Linked DNA regions of Sus scrofa: region 2 is linked to region 1. Evidence: chromatin contacts called from public HiChIP or PLAC-seq data. All regions are on one chromosome and are shown on one strand. The core of a region is the stretch at or near the end of the contact, and the rest is flanking DNA. Distances in the headings are between cores, read along the strand shown. Region 1 holds the start of KMT5B (histone-lysine N-methyltransferase KMT5B). Region 2 holds the start of CABP2 (calcium-binding protein 2).

Region 1 (4,750 bases), core at 760-3,259:
CATCTGTCCTGACTGGCCCTCTCCGGCCTGCTCCCTTGCAAAGCACCGCTCGGAACACTTGGCCTGGCCCTGGGCAGATGATGAAGGGAGCTGCCAGCATCTTGGGAGTCTGGGGGCTTCACAGGGTCCGAGTTTGGGCATCAGCCTCAGGGCTCAGTGTCGGGGTGGACTCTGGAAAGCTTGGAGTGGGGAGACATTGATGTTTGGGGCTGTGAAGTGCTGCCCAGGCCTGGGCACCAAGGCCCAGGAGGACCCACACAGGGCTGTGGTGCCCACTGTGCTCGCCTCCCTCGGGTATCCGGTGAGGAAACGGGGTGGCAAAGCCAGTCTCAGTGGGATGCAATTTGAGTATCCGGAGCCAAGCACCCTTGAAAATCTTGGAAAAAAACTTTAGCGATCAATCAGAAGCTAATGAAACCAAAGCAAATCATTCCTGCCGGGCTTGCAAAGAAGGTGGCATGACAACGTCTGAGGTCACCGATGGCCCTGAGGCTTTTGGAGTGAAAAGGCAGCAAGGGCAGGGCAACGTGCTTGGCTGTGCTTCAACCGAAGCCTGGGGAGGCTTCCCTGGTCCGGACCCCACCGGGTGGGCTTCCCCGGCGGGAAGGCGAGGCCAGTGGGAGGAGCTCCGGTGTTAAAGGTCTAGCCCCGCCTCCACCTGTTAGATACCTGCCCTCAGCAAATCCCTGCGCCTCAGTGGGCCACCTGCGGAAGGGGCTAATGAGCGTCCTGTCTGCCACCCAAGGTCAAGGGGGAGGAATAATGAGGTTCCTCGGCCCACAGTCCGTGCGGTCACCCACACGCCCCGCGGAACCGTCCTTTCCGGTCGGCCTACTCGGGGCCAGGCCCTGGGGGATGCAGAGGAAGCCAAAGGAGACGTGGGGCTCCTCCGGGAATAGGTGGACCCGCCGGCCCTGCCCGCCTCCTCTCTGCAGGAGCCGCGCTGGGCTTCCCTAAGTTCCGGAAGCGGCGGCGTCTTTAGCAACCCCGCCCCCCCACCCCCGCTCCAGGGCCTTTGCACTTGTTGGGCTCACGTCGCCCAACCGCGCCCTCCTCCGAGCGCCCCTCCGCGTCGGGGGAGACCCTTCGGGCGCCGCCTCCGTGCATCCGCCCGCCGGCGGCAACCTCGACGCCTGCACCTCTCCCCGGAGTGCTGGATGAGGGCGCTGGCCCACGCCCCGATCGGCTCAGAGGTCACCTGCCCTGTCGGTGCCTCAGTTTCCCTACGTATGAACCAGGAAAAGACGGTCCGCTCCTGCTGGGGGTCGTTGTAGGGAGGACGAGAGACGGGGCACCCGGCAGGCAGTAAAGGCTGGTACTCCCGGTCCTCTCGCGATTGTTATTTCTCAGTCATCATCGCCACCTGCGGGCCCCAAGGGCGGGGCTTCGCACGCTCCCCGCACACCTGGCGCGAGTGAGCCTCTCCCCGCAACACCCCGACCCGCCCAAGCTTTCCGGAGGGGCCGCATGCTCGGGGCGGGCACTGCCCAACCAGGGAGGCGGGAAGACCTGTTTCCCGGGAAGCCGGCACACAGTAGGCGCTCAGGCAAGGGGCGGCCGACGCTAGGAAGCCAGTGGCCTGATGAAGGCACGCTCCCTCCCTCCTCCCCGCACACTAGGCGGTGGAGCGCTCAGGCTGCCCACAGGCCTCGAAGGGTGGGTCAGCTTCCAATGACACCCATTCCCACAACAAAGAGGCTCGCCTCCGTGGGGCCGCCTCCCCCCGGCGCAACCCGGAGGCGCCCTGGGCGAGGAGCCCGTCCGTCCCCCCACCCCCACCCCGCTCCCGGGCTGCTCCCGTCCCAGCTCGGGAGTTGTAGCCGGTGGGTGCAGCTGCGCCCGGGAACCAAGGTGGAGGGCAGCCTCGCCGGGACCGGAGCACAACAGGCCTCAGGCTTGAGGGGCGCCTGAGGGGCGCGCGACGACGCCGCCTCCAGCCGCGATTTAAAGGGCAGCTGAGGGGCGGAGGGATCTCCTGCGACTACTCGACACGGATCCCTCCGCCGCGAGCGAGCGAAGCAGGGAGTCGCCTCGTCCGCTCGAAATTCGCTTTTTGTCCCTCCGCCGCGGGAGCACCCGGCGGGGAACTCATTTCTTTCTCGGGTTTCTCCGCCTCCCCCCACCCCCCGTCCCGTAAAAGCAACAGAGGCGGCCGCAGCGGCGCGAGCCCGGAGTGGTGTCCCTCCGCCCGGCCGAGGGCACTTCTTTTCGTGTCCTTCCACCGTTCCCGGGCGGCGTCCGAGCGGCTCACCGGGGGCGGCGACGCGTCTGCGGCGCGGGCGGCGAGGCTCCGGAGCTATGAGGTGAGGGCGCCCGGGCACCGGAGGCGGCACGCGCGGCGCCAGGACCCGGGACGCGGAGCCACCAGGCCAGCGGCTGCCTTTGGAACCCCGAGGCCGCGCGAGAGGCGAGGTGAGGCCCGGGGCGCGGGGGCGCGGGGGCGCGGCGCGGTGGGGGCGGGGGGCTCCGGCCGCCGCGGGGACTCATTTCCCGACAGCGGATGGAGCGGGCGGTGCTGCGGCATGCGCCGCCATCTTGGATTTTACTCTCCATTTTTCTCTGGAATTATTTTTGGTGATTAATTTTCTGGGGGGACGGGGGAGTGGCGCTGGGGAGCGCGGGCCCCCCAGTGCAGCGGCCGGGCGGCGGGGCCTCGACGCGCCCCGAGGAGGAGCGGGCAGCGCCCGGCGGTGAGCGGGGGGCGGGCGTGCGGGGGGCGCCGGGGCGGCGGGCGCGGGCGGCGGCCGGCGGGCTGGGGGCGGGCCGGCGGGCGCGGGGGCGCCGGGCGGGGGCCGGGGCCGGGGCCGCGGGGGGTGGGGGCGGCGACCGGGGGAGGGGCGCGGCGGCGGCGGCGGCGGCGGCGGCGGCGGCGGCGGCGGGCGCGGGGCGCGGGCCCTGCAGTGGGCGCCGCCGCCGGAAGGGAGCGGTAGCGGCCGCCGGGCAGCGCCGGGCCGGCCCGCGGCCGCACGAGGGGAGCAGCCCCGCCGCTCGCGATTGGGGGACTCTGTTTTCCCTCTTCTCCAATGGGCAGCCGTGAACCGTCTCGCCCAATCTGCTCCCTCTGCCGCGCTCCGCTTCGGGCTGTTTTTGTTTGGACTCGAGCCTCCCTTCGGCTCGCCTCCCGGGCCGCTGCTCCGCCCGCGCCGGGCCGCCCTCGAGCGCGGCTGGGGCCTCTGGCCGGGGCTTGTCTCCCGGCGCCCTCGCCCCGCCGGCGCCGCGTCCCGAGCCGAGGCGCTGGTCCTCCCGGGGCGCCTGTCTTCCTTGCGCTTCTCCGAGGGTGATGTGTCCGCGTCGCCCCACCTCTGAGACGCGGGGAAGCTGTGTTCAGGATGACAGCTCGACGCGGCTTGCCGGCGTGCTGTAGAAGCGCGGCGGACGCAGAGCAGCCCGCTCCGTCCCTTCTCGGGCTCGGGTACCCGCTTTGGAGCGCTCGCCTCCCGTCCGTCGAGTGGGAGAACTTGACTCAGCGCGCTCAGGCGGCGACCGCGCGTCCTCCGCGGCCAGTGCTGCCGAGCTCGCCCCGTCGCATCCGGAGAGGGAAGAATCGGTGGGTGGCCGCTGTGATTCTTTGCACCGGGACCTCTCTAGATGCCGTCTGTTTGGATGTGACGTGTGTAGGCACAGGTGGCTTTGGAGGCCAGCGGAGGAGGCGGTTGCCAGCTGCACCTTTTTTCTTTTGGTCTTTGACGTTGAGAACATACATGTCCGCCTGTGACTGTTGATGAGGAGTAGGAAGAGTCTACATACTTTGAAAAGGCAGGAGGAAATCCTTTTTGCCGGAAATAATCGCAGCTAGTTTGTCCGCCTTGGGAAACTTGCTTGAAGAGTTACTTGCTTGCTTGAGACACACACACATTTTCTGGCCGAATGTGTAGCAGCTTCCATCACAGGTGTGGCCCTGTCACTGTGGGCTCCCTGGATTCCAAGATTAAAGTCCACAAACGCCTTAATCGCAGTTTCGGTGGGAACTCGGGTCCATTTTCCCGTTTTTAGTCTCTCACACTCTGCTCTTCCTCTGCCAAGCTCTGGCCTCAGTAGTTTCAGTCACATCCTGTCCGCCTTCCTCCCCTCCCTCTCCCAGACTGCCATCCATCCTCAGAATTGCTGCGCCCCCCGCTCCGCCCCGCAGCGCTGGCACCCCTGCCAGCCTCTTAGGCAGGCAGATCCAGGGCTGACCCCTCCGGAGGGCGCACCCCACCTCCTGCTCCTCAGCAGGTGTTGCCTGGTGTTTTCCTTGGTTGGTTACCTGCCCGTCCCCTCAGCCTTCTTGTGAGCTTGGTATTCTCGGCTTGGCTCAGTAGGCACTTGAGGAAGTGTTCATTTATTAATCTCTAAGTTTTGGAGCTTAATGATTTATATGTAGGTTTTCAAAATACGTTCATTCCGTTGTTTAAAAAAATCATTGTCACTAACAGAACAACTTAGTTTGAGAGTGAAAGGCGTAATAGGGTACTTTTCAAGAGGAGAGGAGAGTGGAGCTTAACTTTTTACCCATAAACTTTGAGACCAAACTCGGAGTCATTTCCAAGTGCTCTCTTGCTTGTGTTTTCATTTGTCTTCCCCTGTACATTAAAGTGCTCGGGTACCTAGACGGGAACCACATACCAGGGGCATCATTGGGGGTGGGGAGGGGGGGCAGAGTGGAACATGCACCTGAAGAAAGTGGTGGTGGTGGTTTGTTTGTCGTGTGTTGTTGAGTTTAGAGTTTTGTGGGTGGAGCATGTTTATAAATTTTCCTTTGGGTCATAAA
Region 2 (4,750 bases), core at 826-3,325, 300 kb after region 1:
TCCATCCATCTTTTCCGGCACTCATCGAGCCGTCCAGCCAACTGTCCATCTATCAATGCAACCATTTAACCACTAGCCCGTGAAAGCCTCTGCCCATCCTTTTACCCAGTCAGTCACCCACCTGTCCATCCATCCATCCATCGAGCTTCCAAACCATATCTACTCAACCATATATATACCTGTCCATCTAGCCCTCCTCCATCTGTCAATGTGTCCATCCATCTACTCAATCCTCCATCCTTCCAACCACCAGTCCATCAGATCATCCGCCCACCCATCCAACCACCCACCTATCCACCCACCCATCCATCCATCCACTCATTTGTCCACCACTGAGCCACCTGGTCATCCCGGACGCTGGAGCTGGACGTGAAGGCTTTGCCCCTTCTACCCGCCATGCCCCGACCGGGGATAAACCCCCACTGCTTTAGCTCATACTTTGGAACACACATTTCCCAACACTTCCCACCCGCTTCGATGGTTTTTTGGACGTGGAATCTTTGATCCCATGTGATATCTATCAGTTTTTGGATGCTTCCCATGAACGCTTCCTATGTTTTTGAACTCTGCTGGGTCCTTTATCAAAGACACTTTGAGGCAGATCCTAGGTCAACCCTTACTCTCCAGAGAAGGAATCGGAGGCTCCGAGAGGTGAAATACCTTGTCTAGGGTCACACAGCAAAGGCCCTTTTAATGACCTTGCAGAAAGCCTGAGAATTTCTGTCTCTGAGGGAGAGTCTCAGTGTTGCTGGGATGCGGTGAACTCCTGGGCTCCAGGGGGAGATGCGACCCGGGGTGCAGAGGGGCTGAAGGATGCTGAGACGGAGCCTTCGTGGGTCAACACGAATGACCACAATGAGCTCTTCTCGGCCTTGACCCCCCGGCTGATGTCCATGAGCCTCTCAACCCTGGCCTTTCCTCAGATCCTCAGGCCCACTCAGGACCTTGTGGAAGCCCTTCCCTCCGCCTGTGGCCACTCGCTTCATCCCTCTGATCTTGGCTCCCAGGTCACTTCCTCAGCCCCGAGTCACAGCAAGGTCGCCACGCCCCCTCCATCTCCCATCCGGTGGGGCCCTTCCCTGCAACTCGCTGCTCCACAGCCACCCTGGCTCTGCTGAGTATGCAGCTCCCACCAGGTGGGACAGGCTCCCAGCACCCAGGAAGGCCCACAGCAAGGGTGCCACACACATTTGCTGAAGATTGGGTCTCGCTGAAGTTTTCTCCAGCTTCTTGCCACCACACCCTTTCCGGGGGCGACTACGCACTTCCCTCCGGAGGGCCTCCCCCCACCTACTCAGCTGGATTCCAGCGCCTGGAACACTCTAAGCTCATAGCTGACCCCTGCTGGGGACCCTGGCACTCAGCCAGAGTCAAGTTAAACATTGGTGGTTGGGAAGTTCCCGTCATGGCTCAGCGGGTTTATGAACCCGATTAGTAACCATGAGGATGCAGGCTGGGTCCCTGGCTTCACTCAGTGGGCTAAGGATCTGGCATTGCCGTGAGCTGTGGCATAGGCCACAAATGGGGCTCGGATCCCGTGTTGCTGTGGCTGTGGTGTAGGCTGGCAGCTACAGCTCCAACTGGACTTCTAGCCTGGGACCCTCCATATGCTACAAGTGCAGCCCTTAAAAGAGGAAAACAAAAAAATTGGTGGGCCATGCCAAGGATGCCACCCCACCCCCTCACCTCCTCCAGGAAGCCTTCCTGAAGCTGAGTCAGTGTCCCCAAGCACTGAGAGACTGTCTGTTGGCCCTTTTCTGAACTGGATGTGCCTGAGAGCAGGGCCCTCAGGGAAGATGGGGTCCACCTGGGGCTGGATCCCAGCAGACTTCAGATGTTTGCAAAAGAAAGGCATGAATGGATGGCCACTTGTGGCCGAGAGAGGCCAGAGCCATCAGCTCAGGTGGCAGGTGCCTGGTGGGATCTGGTTCCCTTGGACAAAGGCTGGTGCAGGGGGCAGGTGAATAAATCATGAGAGGCCTGGAGCAGGGCGGGGGCAGGACCAGTGACCTCATTCTGGGAGGTGAGGAGCAGGCAGCTGGGCGGTAAGCGGGCCGGGGGCATAACAAAGGGGCATGAGAGGCCTGGAGGCTGCCTGCCCACCCCTTTTCCCTGAGAAGCAGAAGCTGGGTGGGGGGTGCTGGCAGGAGGTGGGGAGGTGAGGAAGGGCAGAGGTACCAGCGGCTCTGGGTGGGGAGGAGAGGAAGAGCTGGGGCAGGGCTGGGGGATGCTCTTCCCAGAATCCAGGAGCCATCGTGGGAGAGGGGATGGTGGGATATTAGGAAGAGCGAAGAGGGACAGACCGACAGACAGTGTGGAAGTCTCACAACAGAGGGAGGGAACCCTCAAAGAGACAGGCAGAGACACAGCTGGACAGAGGGTAGCGGGCGGCGGGGGTAGAGCAAAATTGCAGGTGTGACACACACCGAGGGATCCCCATGGAACAGGGGGCGCAGGAGGGGCAGAGAGAGACACAGAACCAGAGGGGGGCGGGGATGCGAGGCGATGCAGAGCCCATGAACGAGCAGGAGGCCTGGAGGGCTGCATGCTGGTCTGGTTGGTCAGGGAAGGCTAGGATTTCAGGGAGGAGCGTGTGAGCAGCCTGGGGAGCCAGGAAAGACAGGGGTCTCAGAGAGCCCTTGGCCCCATCAGCCTGGGGAGGGAGGCACAGGGAGAAGCGTTGCAGGACCCTCGGGGGCCACACCCACAGCTGCCCACTCAGCCGCCATCCTGCATCCCGCCTCCCGCATCCCACAGGAACAAGGAGAGCGGAGTGGGGCAGTGCCCCTCAGCCAGCAGGAGGTGCCAAGCCCCCATCTCCATGGCCCTGGCCGAGGGCCCGGCCGATGACAGCATCCCCACTGGGGACCCCAACCTCTCTGCGGGGGCTCCAGGGCCTAGCCAGGCCCCTGCCAGCCCAGTGGCCAGGCGGCGGGCCCTCCTGCGGGAGCTTGAGGCCCAGGTGCAGGCCGCCTACGGGCAGGTAAAGGGGGCAGGGGTGGGGGGGTGTCCTCAACTGAGGGGCCACAAGGGGACAGAGGGGACCCCTGCCCCAACCGGGGCCCTGTAGGTCAAACCCAGGGCTGAGCCCAGCGAGGGGACCTCAGACGTGCATGCCGACAGACAGGTCAGCGGATCACTCAGCTGCCAGGAGGGAGGCTGGCATCCTCCCCACCTCCGCCTTCTGAGCCCCGCTTCCAGCCCACAGAGCCCAGAGTCAGCTGCCCCCAAGTACAAGGGTGAGGGGGCAGGTCCAGGCAGGGGTGCCAAGGGCAGGCAGGCTAGGCCGATGCTCCGAGGTGAGGGCAAGGCCACGGGCAGGGAGGGCAGAGGCTTCCTGGGCATCTTCGGTTCTTGGGGGAGACATAGCCCAGCCCACCTGACACACTGGGCACCTGGCTTCCTCTTCCAGGTCCAGGCCCCACTTCTGAAGACCTTAAACCTCTCCTGGTCGGGAGTGATTAGGGGCAGGGGTGGGGGGAGAGGGTGCTGGAGAGGGGGTGGCTGGAAGACCCTCGGGAGTGAGCGTGGGGAAGCTGCGCCTTCCAGGGGGGCCTTGTGCCCCGAGGGGCCCCCCTCACCAGCAGAGATGCTCAGAGATAATCCCGGATTAGGACCCAAGCCCCTGTGCCCAGGGCTCCCCGCCTGCCCACCCGCCCCCAATCTTCCCCACAAAACCCCGGGAAAATCCCCTGCAGTGCTCCTTGCTGGGAGTGGCAGAGGGCTGGTGGGAGCGCACGGCATCTGCTGAGGCCCAGTCCCGGGCCGCCCCTGGGGCTCCAGGCCTGGCATGGTTCCAGGGCCCATGGGAAACTGTGCCAAGCGTCCCCGACAGCGGGCACCTAAGGTAGGAGACTAAGGGGGCAAAGCCAAGGCCAGGAGGCCATGTGGGCCCTGGGAGGGTCTGTTGGGCTTGGCAGAGCCTGGGTGAGGGCTGGGCTGGGCTTCCAGGTCGGCACAGGAGAGGGATCGAGAGGGTGGTACCCACCGCCGCGGACCCAGATTTTCCGGGGACCTATCCTGGTCTCGGCTCCTGCAGACCACTGCCCCCCACCCCCGATGCCTCGCATTGCTCATCAGATCCCCTGGCTGCCTGTCCGGCGGTCCATCCCTGCTGCTGCCCCCGCCCTCTGCCCATCAGTCCTGGCTCGGGAGACTCAGACCATGAGCTCAGGGAGGGTCTCCAGCTGACGCTGGCTTTCTGAGTGACCGTGGCTAGATTTTTGGCCTTTTCTGGGCCTCAGTTTGCCCAACTGAACTGTAAGAGGGTGGAAGCTTCCAGCCTAGTGTGTTGATGGCGAGGATCCACCATCCCGTTCGGGGTTCAAAGACAGAGAGGCGGATGAGCAGGGGTGGAGAGCGGTCACTGCCCCCTCTCATGGCCGGCTCTGCTGCAGGACCGCTGGCAGTGGCCCAGATCCCCCCCAGGGGGCTCCCGCCACAGCCCGGGCCCCGGCCCCGGCCCCAGCCCCAGCCCCAGTCCCGAGGAGCAGGGGGACCCTGGGCCGGGCGTCCAGGGCTACTCGGTGCTCAGCAGCCTGGTGGGGCCAGCCTGCATCTTCCTGCGGCCCAGCATCGCCGCCACCCAGCTCGTATGTACAGTCACCGCCTGCCTGCCGCCCACCCATCACCCCTGCTCTCTCCTTTTGCCTCTCTTTGAGTCGGGGGAGAGGACTCAGTGGGGCTCTCAGAGCAAAGGCACACAGATACGGGGCGGCGGGGGGCAGCGAGGGGAGAAAGAGACACGGGA

The links. HiChIP or PLAC-seq counts read pairs in DNA pulled down with a chosen protein or histone mark.
Region 2: a contact with region 1 is called in an H3K27ac HiChIP or PLAC-seq map of alveolar macrophages. The contact joins the promoter of CABP2 here to the promoter of KMT5B in region 1. A contact is called at or near these places in 1 of 5 promoter capture datasets (fetal liver), 1 of 47 Hi-C or Micro-C datasets (epiblast stem cells) and 1 of 2 datasets of contacts at active chromatin or transcription factors (alveolar macrophages).

What each region holds. Positions count from the first base shown.
Region 1 is chr2:4,708,527-4,713,276 of Sscrofa11.1, forward strand. KMT5B (histone-lysine N-methyltransferase KMT5B) reads left to right here and starts at 2,010. Exons shown (of 11, transcript XM_021082731.1): 1 at 2,010-2,412. LOC102162815 (a long non-coding RNA gene) reads right to left here and starts at 1,794. Exons shown (of 4, transcript XR_301556.3): 1 at 1-1,794.
Region 2 is chr2:5,012,813-5,017,562 of Sscrofa11.1, forward strand. CABP2 (calcium-binding protein 2) reads left to right here and starts at 2,076. Exons shown (of 9, transcript XM_021083295.1): 1 at 2,076-2,158; 2 at 2,758-2,983; 3 at 3,699-3,847; 4 at 4,445-4,592. The coding sequence starts at 2,076.